2 separate regions of the Mus musculus genome follow, and region 1 is linked to region 2. Evidence: chromatin contacts called from public ChIA-PET data. All regions are on one chromosome and are shown on one strand. Each heading gives the region's core, a stretch centred on a gene start, on an enhancer-like site or on the middle of the called end of the contact. The rest is flanking DNA. Distances are from core to core; before and after follow the strand shown.

Region 1 (3,936 bases), core at 1,038-3,537, 110 kb after region 2:
AAAACCAAAAACGCTCGGGCTCCCCCTAGTGTTAGAAACTCGTCACCAAATCGCTCCTGGAACTTAGGAGTCAGGAGAAAATTCCTGGCCTGGGGCAGGTTAGAAGCAACTAGTTCTGTTGCTCTAGCCACCTCCTCAGGTAAAGATTTCAAGGATTGCCACGTCTTGCCCGACTCCTACAACCCTGTCAGCAGCCACTCACGCATCTCCGATGAAAAGGTTGGGCCAGACTTCATCCACTCTACTACAAGAGGCTCTCCCGGCCCTCAGGAGCTCCTCTAGCTGCAGGATACTGGGGCAAGGTGTGGCTTCTTTTTCTTCCCCAGGTTTTGGGATGGAGGCATCAGCCATGGGCCAGCCTGCCTACCCCTCTGCCTGCGGTCAGGTCTGCTCTCCTGTGCTATTTCTCCTTGCCAGAGATTGGCATTGACAGGTGGGACAAAGTGACTCAGCAAGTCCCAAGGGCCTCTGAACGCTGCAAGACCTATTTCCCTTGAGCTGACTCCCATCCCTAAAGTCTCCGAGAACATGGAGTTGGACTCCTACAAGTCACGATCTCTCTCCACCTCTGTCAGTTCCTTCTGTAAAGTTAAGGGTTTGCCTGTCCTGGGGAGTTGTTGCAAGGGTTAAACTAAAGGTTCACTGCGTCTAACATAGGGCAAGTGCTTTGAAATAGGTTCATTCGTAGGTTTAGAGCCTGCATAGACGGGTTCCAATGACAAGAGTTAAAGCAGAGAAAAGCACTGAGGCTTGAATGTCAGAAAAGACTCTTGCAGGTCTAAGTGGGCCACAAACAGGGGGGGACACCGATATCGGCTGCATTGGAGCCTTTGGATTGTGGAACACAGGGGACCTTGTCAGAGTTGTGGAGTCACAGAAACTTAGGCACACAGGGAGGAAAGCATCTGACGTGTGCTGTAGGGTTCACACAGAACGGTGGTTCTATAATGAAGATAGCAGATTTTTTTTTTTTTTAAGAGAAAGCTGATGGATCCTTTTATGTCAGAGAGGTGATCATTGCCCAAGGCTCTGAGAATAAGGCTCTGAGAATCTTTGGACACTAGAACCACTTTTTAAACATTATTTTTATAATTAAAAATATTTTATTGGTACTGGAGAGATGGCTCAGTGGTTAAGAACACAGATAATACATGCAGGCAAACATTTATACATATAAAATAAGTTTTAAAATTATGTTTGAGTGCCTACAAATATGTATGTGGGCCACATGCATCCCATGCCTGCTGTATCCAGAAAGTGGGGGTGGGGGGTGGGTCTCCTGGAATTAGAGTTCTAGATGGTTGTGAGGTGGCATGTGGCATTGAACTTGAGGCATTGAGGTGAAAGGGTATTAAACCTGAGTCTCCAGCAAGAGCAGCAAGTGCTCTAACCACTGAGCAACACCTCTACCCCTATAGAAGCACGGGGACAAGAGAGTTCTCTGCCTACAAGGGCTGCAGGAGATGAGATGTTTTGCAGTGTCATGGAGCCCTTGAAGGTTCTGAGCATACTAGGCAGATTCCTGGCTGCCCCTGTTCTCCTCCTGTCCATCTTAGAATCTGCCCCCTTCTCCCTCAGAACTACCAAAGCCGGTCCTGCATTGTTCAAGAAAGTAGAGTCAAAGAGGGCTGAGATTTCAAGCTGCAGATGGCTTCAGACGTGGATTCTGCCAATGTTAGGCTTGCTTTAGAAGGGGATATTCCGTTAAGGTGGGGTATGGTAGTAGCAGGAAAGAACCCAGGTTCTGTCTGAGGTTAGCTTGGGCTTGGGTACCAGCTTGGATTAACTGTGCTACGTCAGGCTACAATGTTTCTTGACCTTTCTATGAGATCTACAGAGTTGAAACAATGATTTGAAGTATAGTCTCTAGCACAGTACAAAATCAAGGGGCAATAAACGGGGCTGGGCAGTGGTGGCACTCGCCTTTAATCTCAGCACTTGGGAGGAAGAGGCAGGTGGATCTCTGTGAGTTTGAGGCCAGCCTGGTCTACAGAGTGATGTCCAGGACAGCTGAAGCTACACACAGAGGAACCTTGTCTCGAAAACACCAAAGGTGGAAAAACAAATAAATGATGCAACTTGAGGACTGACTGAGAAGGGGTTTGCCCCTTCAAAGGGCTCAGGATAATAGCCTCTTCCTAGGCTCCAACCCCAGTCAACAACCCACAAGCCTTCTCCTATCTTCATTAAAACCCTTTGATGAATTATGCTTGGGCATGACGCAAGCGCTCTCCCCCTCCCCCTTGGGTTTCCCCTCCTCTTCCGGTTTTGGACCCGCCCCCTCCCCGTAGCGCCCCGCCTCCCGAAGCAGTTCCGGTTCGGCTGGCCGCTGCTGGCGGCACGGCTCCAAAGGGGCCGGAGCGATGCCCGCTGGTAGCCGAGCCGGCTCCCGCCTGCGCTCCGGCTCCCTCCCCCGGCCTTCGCGTCTGACTCTCAAGGCGCTGCGCCCCGCCTACGCGCCGAGGACCCCCGACTCCAACGGCGACTTAGACACCGGCTCCGAGCTGGGTCCCGGCAGCCCGGCTCCCACCGCGGAGGTGAGCGGGCGCCGAGGCTGATGAGAGGGGAGATTGGGGGGCGCCTGCAACCAAGGGTGAGTGGAGAGTCGGGGGCGCCAAGGGCCGCGGGGAGACGGTTGGGGAAGCCAGGGGAGGCCGCTCTGGAATGGAATCCGGAGAAAATCAGGGGGTTGAGCTGACCCGCGGGCAACAAGGGACGAGGCGCAGGGGCTGGGTCCTTGCTACCCGGCTAGGGGAGAAGGAACGTGCAAGAGGGGTCCCCGGAATCCAGACCTGGAGGAGGAGGTGCCCTGGGTTGTAGCCATAGAGATGAGGGATAGGGAGAGCTGGCCCCGGGCCTCCTGTAACCCGTAACCCGCATGAGGGCGAGGCAGCCGGGTGGGGACTGACAGCCACCTGACTCGGTGGGAATGGTGGCTGGTTTCGCAGGGCGGGAGTTAGGGTTGCCTGGAAAGAGGGAGGTGCTGTCGGGTGGGAAGGAGCTTGGCCTAAAGGTTAGAGAGGAAAAGTCCAGGGGAAAAAAAGGAGCCCTTGGGGATCTAATTTAGGGCCTTGGCTTTTTTACAGGTAAGTGTCTTTCAAGGTGTCAAAAATCTCTGGGTAGTGGATGACGGCTTTGGGGCTTGCCTGTTTGTGATCCCTTTAAGAAGCTAGATTGCGAGGGGCGGGTATGCATCGCTGATTCTCGTACAGGGACTGGGGGAGGCGATCGGAGAGAGGAAGTGATGTTCGTAGAGGGTAGTGATTTGTGAAAATAAAGATGTCACTCAGATTTCTTCTGACGCGAGTGGTTTCTTCTCCTCTGTGCTTCGTTTTTAAGAAGGTTCAGATGTCAGGCAAGTGTAAGTCTTTAGTACATTACCTTTAAATTAAAAAAATTAAATCTGCAAGGGGAATTTGGACGTTTGGATTTTACAGATAATTCAGTGCGAATTGTTAACACTTGAATACAGCTTGAGTTGGCCCGCATATTGGCCACAGGGTGGAAATATGGTCCGTGGAAATTCTTGGGTTTAAGAGGTCATTTACGACAAGAAGTGAAGCCACCCATAGTCCAGAATCCTACAAGATCGTCCCCATTGGTAACTCGAGGATTGGAGTTACCTCGTACAAAATTTGAAAGGTGATTTTAACAGCTTTTTCAGGATCAGTATTCTCTTGCTATTTAGCAGATTTTTTCCACATGAATGGAATTTTTTTTCTATCGTGATCAAGAAACCTAAAGGTAGCAAAGGGAGGTTATAGTTGGCAGCTGACAAAAGAAATGTGTAAGCACACAGGTGCTTTTTCTGGAAGATGTAGTACCAAAGCTGTAACTCTGCCAGAAAAATATTGATCCCAAAACTTTTTGAGTTCATATAAATAAGAAATGGTATCGTGACTCCTTTGACTTCTAACTGAGGCTCATTAAGGCTCC
Region 2 (4,204 bases), core at 1,514-4,013:
AATCAGAATAACTCAGGCGGTTCATTTATATTATTTTTATTTGAAGTCCTTTTGAAAATAACAAAAGTTTGGCATGCATGATGAAATTTTTATTTGTTTTTTTAATTTTCAGATTTACTTGGCTCCAATTTAAAAGTAAGAGGGCATGCCTGATAAATTTTAACTCATAATAAATTGCAAGTGAAAGTGACTTTGCTAACGTTGCTGTTTCTTGAACGAGCTTAAGGAGGAGACGTTAGCTGTCTTGAATTTACCTTAACAAGAGGAAAGATGGGATTCTGGCTCTGCAAGTAACAGCTGTTCCCTGGTTAACACTGTCTTTGTTTAATGGAGTATTTTAATCTTAGAGTGTAGGATTTAGAAATAAAATTATATACTTTTTAAAATGATATACAGAAGAAGCAAGTTTATATTCTGATGATACTTTTATGTTAAATAATGTTGTCTGTTTCTCTTTTTCTAGGTTGATGGGAATATGAGTAAAATTTATTGCCAAAACCTTTGCTTGTTAGCCAAGCTCTTCCTGGACCACAAAACATTGTATTATGATGTTGAGCCATTCCTTTTTTATGTCCTTACAAAAAATGATGAAAAAGGCTGTCATCTGGTTGGATACTTCTCCAAGGTAAACCACGAGCCAGCATGGCCTTCTCTCGCTTGCTTGCAAATGTTTTTAGTGGAGCTCAGGTCTTTGAACAGGGTTTTTTTGTTTTGTTTTCTCTTGTTTTTGTATTTTTATGACAATAATTTGAGTAAGTGGCTCATGTTTCTGAAAACCTCAGCTTTTTGTTTAAAGCTCATTTGAAAGGACACAAACAAGAAACAAAACAAATAACAACAAAAGGTGCCTAGGAAGTGTGTAAAGGACCCCAGAACCCTGTGCTGTGCTGACAGTGACCATGCGACATTTCATTACCACCTTGTAGACTGCCTCGCAGCTTTGATTTCCAAATGTTGAGCTTCTTTCTTCTTTTAAGTGGTGTGCACATGAAGCTTTCTGTGATGGAGCACTTAAGACCTCAGCCTCTCTGGCTCATTTCCTACCTCGTGGTCAGCAGTATCCAGTGTTAGAGCATTGGTGTGGGCTGCTGAGATGGCTCCTGAGAAACGTCCAGGACCTGCTTGGTAGGAGAGAACTGACTCCCAGAAGTTGTCCGCATGCACCCTACCCTGCCCTGCCTCCCACCCCACACACACCAAGGAATACATGTAATTAAAACAAAAACAAAAACACCACTGGCAATTGATGGCCTAGTTGATAGGTGGCTGGTTTTCCACCGCTGCCTCTCATGATCTGTGCTGTGGTTTTTAAGTTCTAAGGGAGTCTTGCCTGTAGGAAACCTACCTGTCTCTAGCAGTCAACATGGGGAAGAACTTGCATACTAAGGCACAGTGGCTCGTCTTTTCACTGGTTCAGAGCTCTTCTCCAGAAGAAACTGCTCAGAAACTGCTGTTGCTAAGTCATGCACCTTGAAAGAGAGCTGGTTTGGAATGTGTTTGCCAGGTGTTGAACTTTCCCTGGGTATGCACCCAAGAATGGTTACAGAAACAGAGATGGTAATTATCCAGACGCTCAGCAGATGAGTGACTTTATTGGATCTGCTTTTCTTTAATGTTCATGATGAAACACTCCATAGAAGTGCTGTTTTCACAGGAAATAAGAAGCTAGACTATCTTCCCGGTGTGTTGGCATATGCTGCTAATATAAATACTCAGAGGGCTAAGACAAGGGATCACCAGTTTGTGGTCAGCCAAGACGGCATGGCAAGACTGTCCATGTCCCTCAGTGTTCTCTCCCTCCAGACACATGAACCATCCAGAGGTCCTCCTGTCTCATCCCTGTGTGCAGCTATTTTGACTGACTCTCTTTCCTTCTTTCTTTCTTTCTTTCTTTCTTTCTCTCTCTCTCTCTCTCTCTCTCTCTCTCTCTCTCTCCCTCTCTCTCTCTCTTTCTTTCTTTCTTTCTTCATTGTTTATTTGTTTTTGTTTTTTGAACAGAATCACACTATTTAGCTCTGGCTATGCTAGAATTCAGAGATCTGCCTGTCTTCTGCCTCCTGAACATCCACTCCCCACCCACTCCAGACAGTGTTTCTCTGTGCAACAGCCCTGGCTTTACTGGAACTCTCTCTGTAGACCAGGCTGTCCTGGAACTTACCAAGAAATACCTGCCTCTGCCTCTGCGTCCCGAGTGCTGGGATTAGAAGGTACACCACCAAGTCTGGCAGCCCTTCTGTTCAATGTGGATTTAAGCCTCGTGCTCCTGGAGGCTCACACCGGCACAGCAGGCTTTTTACTTACTTACTGGGCTAGGTCCATCTATTAAGAAAAGGAAGTGGATTGCTGTTGGATTATATTTCAGTGAACTCTCATGGCTGAGAACAGTTCTGGACAGAGAAAGGGCTGGCATCAAGGATATAAATCCTCTTTGCCCAGAGTACATCTCTTTTTAGATAGAGTGACCCATTTATCTTACTTTGCACAGTAAAATTAATTATTTGAGCCTTTACTATTGGCATGCACATCCAGGGATGGGCAATTTATCTCCTAGAGTCTCGTTGTTACTTCTCAAGGCTTAGAGATGCCACAGACAGCTACAAGTACACAAAAGTGGGGCTCATCTTCTTTCATTTTTGCCCTTTAGACTTTTTTCCACAGTTGTTTCCTGTGGTCTTTGAAACTGGTTCGTTAAAGATCTGAGTGTTCTGAAGTGATCTTGTGATGTGGTTCTATTTGTGAGCAGCCTCATTTGTGGTTTATATTTGGCCACAGCACTCACGGCCTCAGAAGCCTTTTCCAGATCTTCTCTGTGTAGGTTTTGGTGGTGTCTGTGTACTGTGAATTCGATATTGCGATTGTGAACCCTTAGTTCTTAGAGCTGTCCAGAGCTCTACTCAGACCCCCTCCTGGCTTTAGCCTGTTGATAGGATTTCCGTCTCACTGTTGTTCAGAGGCTTTGGGGTTTCTTGGTGTCTTTGTTGTTGTTTGATTTTCCTGGTTTGAGGTGCCGACTTTAATTATTTCTACTTGGCCTTCTGACTCACAGGAGACACATTTGTTTGTGTGTCCACTCACGTGTCTGCCATTCCAGTGCCACTGGGGGATTTACTCAGAGGCAGAGGCCAGCTTGCCATTGTCGAGTTGTAGATTATCACGCAGTAGGGCTGCCCGCCAAAGCCCAGTTTACTCCACTGGGTGGACTAGGTGGTGTTTTCTCCGTTTCTGCAGTTGTGTGAGCAAGGAGAGCGTCGTTCCCTCCTGTGGCGGTTCTTTCACCCTGCACACATTTCCTAGATTCCCTATACGGATTTTATGCTCCTAACTTTGTAGAATGCAGATACATCTGAGAAGCATAGCCAGAGAGGGTGCTTTGTTGTTACTTACTTGATCAGCATGGTAGGATTACTCTGATTGGTCCTGACCCAAGCCACTGTTTGACCTTAGCGGATAGCTTTACAAGGACGGTGGCAGGTACTGGGACTTGCCCACTGCAGCAGAGCTCTGACATACTTACTATGCTTCTTTTTCCCATAGGAAAAGCTCTGCCAGCAGAAGTATAATGTGTCCTGCATAATGATCATGCCCCAGCACCAAAGGCAAGGATTTGGACGCTTTCTCATTGATTTCAGTAAGTGAAATACATTACTTCCTTCCAGAGTAGCTGCCGGCTGTTTCAGGAAACTGTACCGCATAAAGCTTTATTTAACCTGCTGTGCTGTTTTCTTTTTGTAATCGTACATAGTGGGTCTTCTGTTTATAACCACCTGAGTTAGAAGATCTTCCTCACGTGACAGTTTCCCTGACACCCACTTACACTCAGGGAAAATGAGACTAGATCTCACCACAGTGCCCTTGCCTCAGAAAGCCATTACCTGCAATGAGCTGGTAGAGTTCTGTGGCACTGTGCTCACTATACCATTAGGTAATTATTGGGAATAAGCACAAGCGATTGTTAGTTACAAGGAGTTTTCGCTTTCTCAGATTTTGCCCAGTAGTCTTTGTGGAGCAGAGGAGAGCAGGGGTAAAGAGAGCCTGTTCACCTGAGGAGGCTCTAGTTACTTCCCTCTCACTGTTGCAGAAGCTGTTGGTAACGAGGTTTCTCAGGAGCTGCTGGCTTCATATGCACTTGTAGCCCTGAGCCTCTCTGGTTAAAGCTGGATGCTTGCAACAGTGCAGCGGCTGGATGCTTGCAACAATGCAGCGG

Evidence for each region. ChIA-PET counts read pairs in DNA pulled down with a chosen protein or histone mark.
Region 1: a contact with region 2 is called in an RNA polymerase II ChIA-PET map of effector CD8 T cells, with 17 read pairs. The contact joins the promoter of Samd8 here to the enhancer-like site in region 2. A contact is called at or near these places in 11 of 39 promoter capture datasets (the 3T3-L1 cell line, 3T3-L1-derived adipocytes, cranial neural crest and 7 more), 1 of 15 datasets of contacts at CTCF or cohesin (the NIH/3T3 cell line), 2 of 115 datasets of contacts at active chromatin or transcription factors (effector CD8 T cells and memory CD8 T cells) and 4 of 9 other capture datasets (adipose tissue, liver, macrophages and 1 more).

The regions. Positions count from the first base shown.
Region 1 is chr14:21,748,244-21,752,179 of GRCm38.p6, forward strand. Samd8 (sterile alpha motif domain containing 8) reads left to right here and starts at 2,288. Exons shown (of 6, transcript NM_026283.3): 1 at 2,288-2,537. The coding sequence starts at 2,364. It also overlaps a transcript of Dusp13 not described here.
Region 2 is chr14:21,634,013-21,638,216 of GRCm38.p6, forward strand. It overlaps Kat6b (K(lysine) acetyltransferase 6B), which reads left to right. Exons shown (of 17, transcript NM_017479.3): 11 at 464-625; 12 at 3,535-3,628. Among named protein-coding and RNA genes, the nearest start is that of Dupd1, 78 kb to the right of the region's middle. Within about 2 kb of position 2,764, at least 27 of the 459 cell types and tissues checked have an H3K27ac peak or open chromatin away from gene starts, as enhancers often do. A contact at or near this core is called in effector CD8 T cells and memory CD8 T cells, where this site is marked.